2 separate regions of the Capsicum annuum genome follow, and region 2 is linked to region 1. Evidence: chromatin contacts called from public Hi-C data. All regions are on one chromosome and are shown on one strand. The core of a region is the stretch at or near the end of the contact, and the rest is flanking DNA. Distances in the headings are between cores, read along the strand shown.

Evidence for each region. A called contact is a pair of places that touch in the nucleus more often than the background predicts.
Region 2: a Hi-C map of bud shows a contact between it and region 1, with 2.5 times the contacts expected there. The contact joins the enhancer-like site here to the promoter of LOC107845892 in region 1. A contact is called at or near these places in 2 of 5 Hi-C or Micro-C datasets (bud and placenta).

What each region holds. Positions count from the first base shown.
Region 1 is chr10:133,258,610-133,265,656 of UCD10Xv1.1, reverse strand. LOC107845892 reads right to left here and starts at 5,788. Exons shown (of 6, transcript XM_047398158.1): 1 at 5,697-5,788; 2 at 3,059-3,167; 3 at 2,685-2,752; 4 at 2,458-2,598; 5 at 2,187-2,314; 6 at 1-243. The coding sequence starts at 5,731. The coding sequence ends at 89.
Region 2 is chr10:133,299,761-133,305,992 of UCD10Xv1.1, reverse strand. No RefSeq gene overlaps it. Among protein-coding and RNA genes, the nearest start is that of LOC124888030, 11 kb to the left of the region's middle. Within about 2 kb of position 3,427, at least 2 of the 5 cell types and tissues checked have an H3K27ac peak or open chromatin away from gene starts, as enhancers often do. A contact at or near this core is called in bud, where this site is marked.

The DNA.
Region 1 (7,047 bases), core at 4,539-7,038:
ATTTGTACCAAGTTCCACACAAAACCAAATATATACAAACGTATATCAAAATATTTCAAAAATTCTTCATCATTCACTTCAATATAGATCAAACTGAGTTGTGGCGCCCACCATTCAACCACACAATACCAAATATATATAAACGTATATCAAAATATTTCAAAAATTCTTCATCATTCACTTCAATATAGATCAAATTGAGTTGTGGCACCCACCATTCAAATTTGATCACCCGCATTGATCCTACACATTCAAAATGAAACAAAGTAAGTAAAATTATGCTCAACAAATATACAAACATTTTTTCAATCTTGAATGAGAGAAGTATGTGAATCCAAAGTTCTTTAATTCATTCCAACAGACTTCCATTTCCAAGAAGAAGAAATTGAGTCAAAAGAACTACTTTGTGGGCCAATTAATGTGCAAGCAATAACTGAAGTTTGATGTACTAATTAATAGGATTATTAAACCAAAGAAGTTCACTTTCTTTTTCTGAAGTGAACTAATTTGCGAACCAACTGGCGTGCTAAAGGGTGGCATTTCTAATCTTTGCACAGTGACCTGGTTAGTGCATCTGTATCTGCTTTCAGAGTAATGAATATGACAATACTCAAGGATCAACCTTCACTACCCTTAGCTGCTACTGGCAGTGAACTGAATCCGCTCTTTTGCTTTCCAAATACGCATCTGCTGTCTTGTACAGAAGGGTAATGTTTGAGAAATTATGTGAAGCAGCAGGGATTGAAGTATTGGTTTGCATTATCATGGAGGGGGTAATATATGAAAAATTCGTTGAAGAACGTGGGACTGAAGTATTACTTTCTTTGCTAGAAGTTGTTCTGTTTTGGAAGTATGGAAAAGTCATTCCAATCTGAATCACATATTTAATTTTGACCATTGAGGTGAGTGCTTCTAGTTGGCATCAAGTTGTGCAGCTGGCAATGAGTGCATTCTAACTTCTGTGGTAGCTGTAACATGACAAGTAACTAAAAGTCTCTATCTTGTTTAATATGAACAATTCATATAAAAAATTAGAATCATGATCGACTTTAATCCCAGGGAGGGGGCGGAGAGGTTTGAAAAAATCTCAGAATGCATCTCTGATGTTCAGTGAGGAATAATGATGAAATGGTTGCATCTCTGGGTTAGGAACTGGGAAGGTTGATTTTGTCGTGGACAGATGTATGAAAAGATATTTTCCCATCATACAAGTCCTCCTTAAACCATTTCTGAGGTTCCATTAGCTATGCTATAGGATGCAGGAGGGTAGGGAATAGTATATTTTTGGAGGAAAGTAGCACCCCCGCCCAACCACCCGCACACACCAAAAAAAAAAGAAAAAAATCAAGGAGGACAACAGCTTTTCCCACTTCGCTTCTTTGGTGACTTGAAATCCCAACCATATGGTTGGAGGATAGGGCCCTTCACACTATTATCCCTTCCTTGACTTAAAAAAAATATGTTACTAGTGTTAGCCTATATTAATCTAAAATGTAATATAATGTCAGTGAGTGCACAAAGATTAGCAATTTCATAGTCTGGTTAACAAACATTTGTCCAATTTTACAAGAAACAAAGAAATTCTAGATGACAATAAAGACCTTTTTTCCTTCTTGGTCAGCCAAGTTCTAAAGCATTGTGCCTGATTTATCCCATTACTGTATATATTTCACCAATAAAGAACTTTTTTCCTTCTTGGTCAGCCAAGTTCTAAAGCATTGTGCCTTATTTATCCCATTACTGTACATTTCACTAGTAAACACTCTTGACAAAATTACTGTTTTCAGCCATTTCAGCAATTTTTTATATGCTGCTATCATCAAGAGATGATGACTAGGTGCCTGCTTAGATTGCGTAGAACATTGGACAGAAGTTCAGAGATCATCATCACATTGTTTAGTACACCTACCATAACCCATCCCTCCAACAACTGCCACAATTTTCTGGGATGAACAAGTAATAAAAAACCATATGATTCTATGCATAGGGAAAAGAAGAGGCGTGCAACAGATTAGTGAAGTAATTCAGGTGTAACACAACAATTTAAATAGCTACAATCTCAGGATGCAGATTCACAATACCGGCTTAGAAAAAAAGAACCTAGAACTATCAGGTTTCCTAGCGCCAGAAAATAACAGCCAATTTGACACTAAAAATTTTCTTTTCCTAGTAATGTTCACTCTTACCAGCATGCATACATATGCTTAGAAAGTTTGACATAGCATTCTCCCATAAAAAGAGTGAGGAAAGAGGACATATCGGGAAATTCCTCGCAAAATATAACAAGTTCTCCAGTGATATAAATCCACCACCCCTGCAGAATCAATCAAACAACTTAAAACCAAGACAAGATTGCAATAGACAGAATGAGAAATTAATCAGGAAGATGTTAATAAACCTGAGAATACTCCTTTTTTTCCTTCTTTTCAATTTTGGGAAAGTGAGATGCTGATGTACCTAAAGTCAGTAGATGGATCTTTTCCTTGCCAGCCCATTTCCTTCCACTGTTCAGATATCAAACCATAAAGTTTTTCCTCAGGAAAGGCAACTTTCCACAAAGCTTTTAAAGCTTCCTTTAGGTCAAAAACAAAGAGAAATCTTGAGGAACAAAGAATGTCATAAGCAATCTGAATGAAATGTCAAAGCCTTAAATATATTACTAAGATGTCTTGCACAGAAGATACCGATGCTCAGGGATGGAACTATCATATGCAACATCTATACGGTTTTGTAGCCTTAGCAAACATTCCTCCTGAGATTCACAAAGTATAGAAAAAACATCATTAGCAACTAATACGTATAAGCCATTCCATACTTCATGAGCAATCTCATTAAAGTGGAAAGCCAGAAAATTTAAACAAATCACTTGTGCCTAAGACATGGCACAATTAGATACAAATATCACAACATATCCAGATGCAGATGAGCAGGTTTGTCCAACTCAACAAGAAAAGTAAGAACAAAATTGAAAAAGACAAACTAGTACTGCTACTTCACACATTCTCAGTATTCAGAAAGCAGGAAATATAACTTCATATAACCTCCACAAACATATTACCTGGGATGGAGTTAAATCAAACGATGGACGAGCATCACTCTCTCTCCTTTGAGCACAAACACATGAAAGGCCTCTGCCAAGCCATGCTGCTGATCCTGCCACAACCTCGCTGTAACAAAATAAAATAATTGGCAAAAGAAAATGGAAATCCTAGACTTTCCACTAATGAAATGTTTCTATTATAAGTGAGACTGGAATGCAGATGTCAGATTAAAAAGCGCTTTTTTCTAGAAACGCGTTCACATCTGATTAAAAAAAATGGTCATTTTCAGGTATAATATTGTGACACACTAAACACTGCGACAGTTGAGCAATGATAAATAAGCTCAATTACATTATCAGGAAACTATAATACAGATAAACTACAACACATGGCATGAAAATGGAAATAAACATAAAATGTGTTCTTATGATACCTAAACATCATGGACTGTAGTAATACACCAGAAATTATGAAGGCTACTTCCTGCTTTATTTAGTAGTTTAGTGACTACGTAAGTATTGTTATGCTGATCTGATTTGGTCAACAATCATGATAGAATTAGGAAGAAATGCAATGCTATATAGATAAAATCAAGGCCAGTTAGCAGACTTTTTCCTGCAAATATACGGTGCAACTAATATTTTCAAATGTTTGGCTCCAGAAAAGGTGAAAAACAAACTATATCAAATCACTTCATGTTACCCAAAATGTGGATCTATAGAAAAGAGCTTACTCACAGTTGTATCAACTAGCTTCAAGGGTGTAGCTAGAGTTTGGTATACAGCTTTTATATGACCAAAAAGTTCTAACTTTTTATGTTTTGACAGAAGAGAAAGTTCTAATATCAAACAACAAATAGAGCTGAAGTTCAGCAGATGAATGATGAATTATAGTACTAGACATCATTCTCCAACAAGAAGGCAAACACTAAAAGCAGAACAGATTAACCGAGAATTCTAAGCACGATGAATCAAAATAATTGTAAGTATAACACAACAAGAAAAGTGGACCATCCTCTGTTAAGCCTCTGTTTAGCTTCATTAAAGATAAAAGATGTATCCAGTACCATCACCAAAAAATTAATATGAATGATGTTACTGTTAACTGTACTAATATGTCCTAGTTCTCTATCCATAATGAGAATATGCTGGATAGATTCAGTCAATTAAAAGACACACTTCCTGCCATTCCTATGGAAAAACTCTATAGTAGATAAACCTAAAAGCACAAAACATGAATAGCAGTGAGATCTACAGCCATGTGACATCAGTAAATGGCTTTTTTTGGCAAAGAATATATCTACAGAATATCACAATGTGTAGCACAAGCGACTGCTATTTCTTTTTTATTTTTTCTTCCTCTTTTGTTCATGTGAGACACTATCTGCACAGGAAAATCTATGTAAATACATTCTTCATAGATCTATTGAGAAGAAGGCTAAATAGAGACGTGACATGACCCTCAGTGAAACATCTAGTTCACTTTACTCTAACAATAGGGAGCGGAAGAACATTAACCGAAGTCAAAATGTTATACCACTGCAAGCGCAGTCCTTCCTAACTCCTGTAGCAACAACCATCAACCATAACTGAGCCAATCCAAATCCATTTTACCCAAATTAGCTTACTGCAGATCAATTACAAAACAAAGTAAGCCATCCTCCACTACCATGTAATTGTTGTAAAACCTACACAAACTGAATACAACCAAATTCTGAAGGAATTTTGCCCTTAAGGTAACCCAGACATGTTCAAAAATGCTCTGGAACATTTTCATCTACAGAAAACTTCAGTACTGGTGAATCACAAATCAACTCAACGAGACCAATTTTTTCCCAAACAAATGCACGAATTTTTTACTATCCAAAAGGTAGGTAGGTCGGTAAGTTACCGAAAGTTCAAGGAAAGAAAAGGAAGCGGCGGATGAAAACTCACCACACTTTTCAATGCAATTAGGCATGAATGCACCTAATTTTTCAATTCACAAATCCAAAATCTCAATAAAATTTACTCCTGAAAGTTCGTCCATGTTGACCACCTTTGACTTGCATCTTCTTAATGCCTTTAATGATAAACTTATTAACTCATCAAACAAAAAAAATAGTCCACTGTAATAGAAGAATGTGAACATGTTTCATCAGGAAACTATTGGCTTCCGAAATTGGAGCCCTGCGTATTTTCTTTAGAGGAGGGGTTTCGTCTTCAGCATCTCCATTCTGTTGATGCTCCTGGTTCTGCTCGTGAGATTGATTTCCAGGAGTTTCTCCCGACTCACTTATTGCAGATTGAGTTTGATCCATGCCACTTACCTCACCATTCTTGTCCCAAAAATTAAGCTTTCTATGAATAGAACCAAGCATAAGATCCCCAAATTGCAGCTCATCTAAGTTCTACAGAATAGCATTTTGAGTACTCATCCACACAATTGCCTCTCAACAAAGATTTCTGCAACAACTCACTTCCTAAAAGAAAACAGAAATAACATAAACAACCAGCTACCAAGTCCACAAGATACACATTACTTTAACAAAATAAAACTGCTCAGACATATCATGCATTAATTCCTGATCATATATTCCTCGTTTCAATTTCTGAACTAAAACTACATCAGGGGTTGTATTCGGGGACTAACTTATTATCCCCGTAAATGTAATACCTTACCGTACTCAACATCCCTGTCCTCAACCCCATAGCTCCATAGATCACCTGTGTTATGTTTCAATAAATTTTGAAACAAATTATTTTTAAAAGTTATATTTCAATTAGTATTGAAACAAATGTATCACTTATAAAGTTTTGAGTTAATTTGACAAATTAATTATTCATTAAGTTTTATGTTATAGGTTTTTGACAGAATGAAATTTTTTATTTTAAAATATACATGAACCTATTAACTATTACTTAATTAATATACTTTTCATGCACGAAACTTTCATTCTATAAATATTATTTTCTTTGATTTGAAAAGACAAGCACTTAAAACTACTTCCCCTTGGAAAACACTTGAGAGAATCACCAATTCAAGAATAGAAGAGCAACATTCTTGAATGCTGCTTATTTTGTGGCTTAGTTGAATCCCGAAGATAGAGTTGTCACTTGTTCTTCCGTTTGCTCGTGGGAGAGACTCCAACTATCTTTAAAAAACGTATTATTATGCCTCTAAGCCAAACAAGTTTTATTTTAAATTTCTTGTACAATTATCATTATTATTTTAACAATTTGAAGATAGTTGTTTCTATGGCTTCTACATCAATATCAAATAGTATTCCATCTTTGCCTAATCCTAATTTTGAAATATTTGATGGCAAATACTTTTCTAGATGGCATGGATAGATGGAATTTTTTTTAAAATGATTAAAGTTGGCATATGATCTTGAAGAACCTTGTCCTAATTCTCCTGGTTCTGAGGTAGCATCTGACGAGGCTACTTTGATTAAAGAAAAAATTGCCAAATGACAATATGATGATTATTTGTGCAAGAATTATATTCTTGGGGGAATATCTAACAAATATTATGATCAATATTATGTTAAATGCAAATATGCTAAAGAGATATGGAACACTCTTCAAGTTATTTATTTAGCCGAAGAGGCGAGTTCTAAGAAATTTCTCGTTTCAAATTATATGGAGTTCAAAATGGTTGATGACAAGTCAATCACTGAACAAGTACAAGATTCCAACTTATAGCTAATAAAATAGCTATATCTGGAATTGCTCTTGATGAAAACTTTCATGTTGGTGCTATTGTATCAAAACTTCCCCCATCTTGAAAAGAGTACCGAAGCAAACTCTTACACAAAAAGGAAGATTTGACTCTTGAACAATTGTTGCAGCACTTACAAATTAAACAAGAGACACGATGGCGCGATAATAATAATTTGAAGGAACCTGTCATGAAAGCTCATATGGTTGAAGAAAAATCAAACAAGAAGGAACCTGAAAATAAGAATTTTTCAAAGGCAAAGAAGACTACAAATTTCAAGCATAATGGTGTCAATTTTAAATCT
Region 2 (6,232 bases), core at 2,178-4,677, 43 kb before region 1:
ACATTTAATGTCTATTATTAATTGTAGGGTAAAGTGAGAAAAATTGATTAATTCTAGCTTAATTTATTAAGTGAACAACTAATATGAGATATTTTTTTTTAGTAAAATGACAAATTGAAATGCAATGGAGAAAATATTATTTATGAGCACTTTTTGTATGAACCGTATTCTAAAGAACCCAAAAGTCTTCTAATATATCTATTTAACTTTTTTCTTCCACTACAATATTATTTTATTTTAAAAAATAGTTTCAATCTATTATGAGACCAAACTTTTTCATTATCCTATAGTTACTTATTTCTTATGCATTTTATATTTTTCTAATCATAATACGTAATAAAAATGTTTTCTTACTTCTCTTTAACAAAGGAGAAAGACAATTTCATTTCACAATTATTTTTTTTCCTACAAATTCAATATGCAAAGAAGAAAATTTAAGTTTTAATATTAACTAAAAAGTAATTTTTAATAATATTTTAAAATCTAAATAGGTGAATAAACGTATAGCTTCAAATCGAACCATCTAAATTAGTGAAAGGTTGACAATTATAGAGAGAGATATCATAAGCTTATACATCAATTTTTGGAGGTTATAAATATGAAAGGTTACGCTGACAATTATGATTATTATTAAAAACAAAACTAATAAAGATAATTAAAGGGGGAAGTTAAGAGTTTTAGTGAAAGATTGTCAATTATTTATAGAGAGAAGTATTATAAATTTATATATCAATTTTGAAGGTTATAAACATGAAAGGTTACATTGACAGTTGACTGCTCCAATATATGTTGCCTTATCTATGTTACGATAAATGTTAATAATTCTTTTTGCAGCCTCTTTAAATTCCTAAAAAAAAAAAAATTCTCACGTTCCTAATTTAAAGTCAAGCTAATGTTTACCACCCCTTTTATAATTTTTAAAGTAATTTAGTTAATATATTATATTAAAAAATTGGAAGAAAAACTCACAAAAAAAATTATATATGATAACCAATTTCTTGATTGAATAAATAAAAGGAAATAAAAAGAACAAAGAAAGAAAAAGGGGTGATTAAGGAAATAATATAATTATCATTAATAACATTAATGATGGTTCTTGATTTAAGGTGAAATTCATGTCTTTTAAAATTAGAAAAAATCTCAAAAAAATCACAAAATAAATAAATAGTATTTCAGGCCTTAGAAATAGAAAATAGAGAAAAATTTATGAAAAGTGATATAATTTTGTTAATGACCAAGTAAAAAATCAACTCATTATTTATTAAGTATATATTAAATAAAAGATTTTAATTACCTCAAGGCTTATTTACACATTCAATTTGTAAATTAATTACTTTACAAACTCTACATCTTATAACTTAGTATAAAAATGCTAATAATGTCAACCACAAGGGTTACTGTGGTGGTTTAGCACCTCACCCCTTAAGCAAGAGGTTGGGGGTTCGATCTCCCCACCTGGTGAATGAAAAAAACTCTGTGGCAAATTTTCTATCGCTTAGTGCTCTGACAGTAGGAACAGAGGATTAGTCTCATAAGCAAGAGGTTGGGGGTTCGATCCCCACCTGGTGAATGGAAAAAACTCTGTGGCAAATTTTCTATCGCTTAGTGCTCTGTAGGAACAGGTGGGAATACCTTGGAAAACACACAAAAAAAAAAAAATGCTCCAATAAGTGTTGCCTTATTTATGTTATGATAAATGCTAATAATTATTTTTGCAGCCTCTTTAAATTCCTAAAACAAAAATTCACAATTTAAAGTCAAGCTAATAATGGTTATCATTCCTTTTACAATTTTTAAAGTAATTTAGTTAATATGTTATATAAAAAAGTTGCAAAAAAAACTCACAAAAAAAAAATTATATTATATGATAACTAATTTCTTGATTGAATAAATAAAAAATAAATAAAAAGAACAAAGAAAGGAAAAGGGTGATTAAGGACCTGATATAATTATCATTAATAGCATTAATGATGGTTCTTGATTTAAGGTTAAATTAATGTCTTTTAAAAAAACACAAAATAGATAAATAGGATTATAGGCCGTAAAAATAGAAACAATTTCATACTTTTTCCATATAAAACTTGCAAATTAATCTCATAAAACCAACCAAAAGATAGAACGTGAATACTGTCTCAGCATGTTTAAATGGACAGGAATATTTACCACATCCATCAGCAACTTCATCTCTGCTTTTGCCAACTGGGAACCTACTTTTCTAAGTCCAACCTTTAGTTCATCATATGTTATTTTTCCATCACCATGACAGTCCATCAATGCAAATATCTCTCTAATTACTTCAATCTCTTCAAGTTTCACCATCTACTTTGGTCGTTGACAGTTGAATTCCTTCCAGCACTATGTTAATTTTTGAATAAAATGAGAAAGAGGGAAATTTTTCAAGAAAAAAATAGTAGAAAAAGTCCCCCAAAAATGAGGAAAAAAAGATAAATAGAATTCTAGATTTTAGAGAACGTCACATCAGCGATCTTATAACTTAAGTCACACATTCGATAAATTTCTGTATTAGATAGCAAGTACTTTTGTCCCACTTATTCATTGAACCCATCTCTCTATTTTACAACTAGAATACATACTTCAACTTGAATAAGGTGAAAATTTATCAGTACCTCACAAAAGCATATAAGACTTGGATTGTAATATCTTGAAGAGGTTTACAGGTACTGACGGCAGCTTGCTCCTGAATCATGGATAGGGCAACCAGTAAAGGCCTTGAGGACTGCAATTACTTGGAATGGAGTAACATACACAAACACAGCCCAGATCAATGCAAGGATTATAAATATAGCAGTAGCCCTTGGATCCCGCCAGCTTAGTATGGCAAGAGCCCTTTTACCTTGTGTTGCCAAATCTCCAACTACAGTTTGCACCCTACCAACCACGCTCCTCAGCCGATCATACCTCATTCTAACGACGTCTATTGGCAGGAAAGGTGGGAATATATCAAATTCTTCATCCAGTTCATCTGGGTGAGCATTTTCAGTTTGCAAAAGATGAGCATCCATGTGGGGTGGAACTATAGGTATAAAGGATTTATGAGAATGTGTTTGGTTCCATGACCTTTCAACTCTCAAAAACGGTAATGAAAGAATTAATGTGTAATTAATTTTTCACATAAATGAATAAAATAAGAAAGAGCAAAATTTTTTAAGGAAAAAATAGTAGAAAAAGTCCAAATACTTGTGGTTTTGAGCATTTCAGTATCTCCATACTAGCTATATCTGCAGAAGGACAATATTAGTAGGGTACACTCACAAGGAAGATGAGTTGAAGACTTTAAGCTTATGTAGTGAAGTTAATCAATCCCAGTAGACATAATCTCTCAACAAAGCCCAAAAAGATGAAACATGCCTCATTCACTAAATAGCACGGCTGAAACAAAGAAAGATTAATGAGGAGCGGAGAAATGATGAAAAGACGATAGAGAATAAGAATAGAAAGAGGAATATTCTTCTGCAAGCTGATAATACATCAAGCAAGAGACAACAAAGGAGCCACGTTGATGATTCAAAGCAGAAGAAAGATAAATTGAAGACTCCATAGTGGTGATATTTCTTAGATGTTCTAGGGCAGGAGATGAAGAGTGTTAGGTGGAATGGATTTGGAAATCCTAGGATAAAGGGTATATGTAATAAAATAGGTGGGCTGCATTTGGTCTTTTTGTTGTTTTTGGTGTTGGTTTTCGGATTTGTGTCGATCGAGTCATGTATTGATTTTTCGTTTGATTAATTAATAAAACCCCAAAAGTTTGATTAGACAAAAAAAAAGATGATTGATAATTAGTAGGGGTACTGTATTATTATTACCCTTTTATTTGTTGTTTTGTAAAGGGTGTGTCAAGTTAAATATGTACGAGTAAAGACGAATGTGTATTAGTTTATTGAATCAAAATAGAATTGATTAACATTTTTGCTTTTTTTCTTAAAATTAATGGGTAAATTAGTGAAAAGTATTTTTTATTGTTATGAGGAAGTTGCTTGGGTGATAAACACCTCTCACTTTCAATTATGGAATTGTGAATTCGAGTCATCAAGAGAGCAAAAGAGCGAGCTCCTAGAAAGGGGTTCAAGAATTTTTTTATTTATTTATAATTTTTTTAAATAGCACATAAAAGTAAAATGTGACATCAATCTTTTATTGGGGTAAAAAAATATTATTCTAATTCTTTTGGTCGGTATATTAACAATTTTACTGATTTTTTTTATTCAAAAAAGTCTGTCTTAATTAAAGAGATTATATTTTTCAAATTACCTGCTCTGTTGCACACTTACTCCAAGGAGTTTCCTGCAATTAAATGTTAAGTAACCTAAGACTATAAGTATAATTTTTTATTAAAAATAGATTGGGGTAGGGGAAAGGGAAATAGGGGAGAAAATTATATAAATTAGAGAATTAAACCTTTATCAATAAGGTGAAAAATTAGATAGTCAGTCAACCGCGGCTATTAAGATTTTTGATTACCATAAATTTATTGAAATTAAGTATTTTTTTGGTAAATTTATACCACTAAACAAAGTGTCTAGTTATCTTTAACTAATAATAAAATAAAAACCTCAATATAAATAATTACAAAATAAAAATCTCAATGTAAATAATTACAAATAAAAAGGATTAGACCTTACTTTACCAAGTCTAATGTATTGAAATTTTTGGGGTCAAGTCATATATATCGCATCTAATTTTTGTTTTTTTCGTTTTTAATTGATATTATTCACCTCAGAAATAAAAGGGATCAACTACTGAAAGAAATTAGAAAAGATCCAGTGAAGCACTGGTAGAATAATTGTTGATTTCATAAATGACAAACGTGTAGGACTTGGTCTTTGTTTGAACTTTCCTGTACTTCATAATCATTAGCCTAATTAATCAAAATTCGTGTCATGCATTAATTAAAGAGGAAAGCATGGTCCTATTAAAATGTTTCTTCATTCTAGACTAGAATCTGAAAATTTTAATGAAGATAAGGGGATAACAATCATTTCATAATATTTTTTGATAACAATTGCTTTTTTAACTACACATTCTTATATTTGTATATAGAAGTGTTTTAAAAGGTGGGAGAGTGAAGCGAGACATTTCACGTAGCATGGGGCAAGACATAAGTCCAGAGATATGAAATGTAAGTTCCACGAATCTCACGGGGCATAGCTCCTATAAATTTTTAATTCTATAATTAATAAAATAAGATTTAAAATAAAATTTTTAAAGAAAACTAATATATATAAAAATTATTATAATTATTATATGAGTAAGTTAATAAAACAAAAGTATGATATAATACATGCGATACACCTTAATGATAATGTTAGAGTTGTAAAGTCACATCTAAAAAAAAAAAAATATAGCAAGAAGCGAGATCATGTAATAAAAATGTTGTTGTTTGAACCAACTCAACATCAACTTTAGAATACTTAAAAACATGAAGAAAAAACTCTATCAACTATTAAATAGTAAAAGAGAATTTACTGCAACAAAAATATATGGTCTGAGATTAAAAAGTACAATCATTTAGAGATCATCTAGCACTCATTTTGCCCAAAAGAAACACAACTACTAATATACTATAATATTTCTTGTTAATTTTCAATTTTATTTCTAATGTCAAGAGCCTCCATAAACTTGAGCACAACTTCATTGCCATTTTTCTTTGAAACCATAGAAATTGCTCTCCTTGACGTCTTGCCTGCAATAACATATTTCATATCAAGAAATAAGACAACAAAAAAGATTTTATACTTGAACAAAAAGTAAATATCAAACACTCAAATATCTATTGTACATCCGCCTGTTTGGATTGACTTTTAATAAGTAGCTTATAAGCAAAAAGCTAAAAGTCATGAGTTGGTATTACCCTACTTTTGGCTTTTGGCTTATGAACACTTTTTTGGCTTAAAATTAAGTGCTTAAAAGCACTTTTTTTTACTTTGCCAAAAACTATCAAAATTGAAAAAGTGCTTAAAAGCTAAAAGCACCTAAAAATAAGTCAATTCAAACACCCACTAATAAGTTCTACAAGTTCAAATTGTTTACGCAATTGAATTCTCTCTCACTTTTCTAATTTGATATGAGGTATACCTAGAAGTTTCATTCACACATAATTTGCATACACTTAAAGCTACTCCCTCCATCTCATTTTACTTGTTCTAAATTAATTTGACACGTTGATTAAAAAAATATTTAATAACATGACAATTTTACCATAGTACCCCTATTA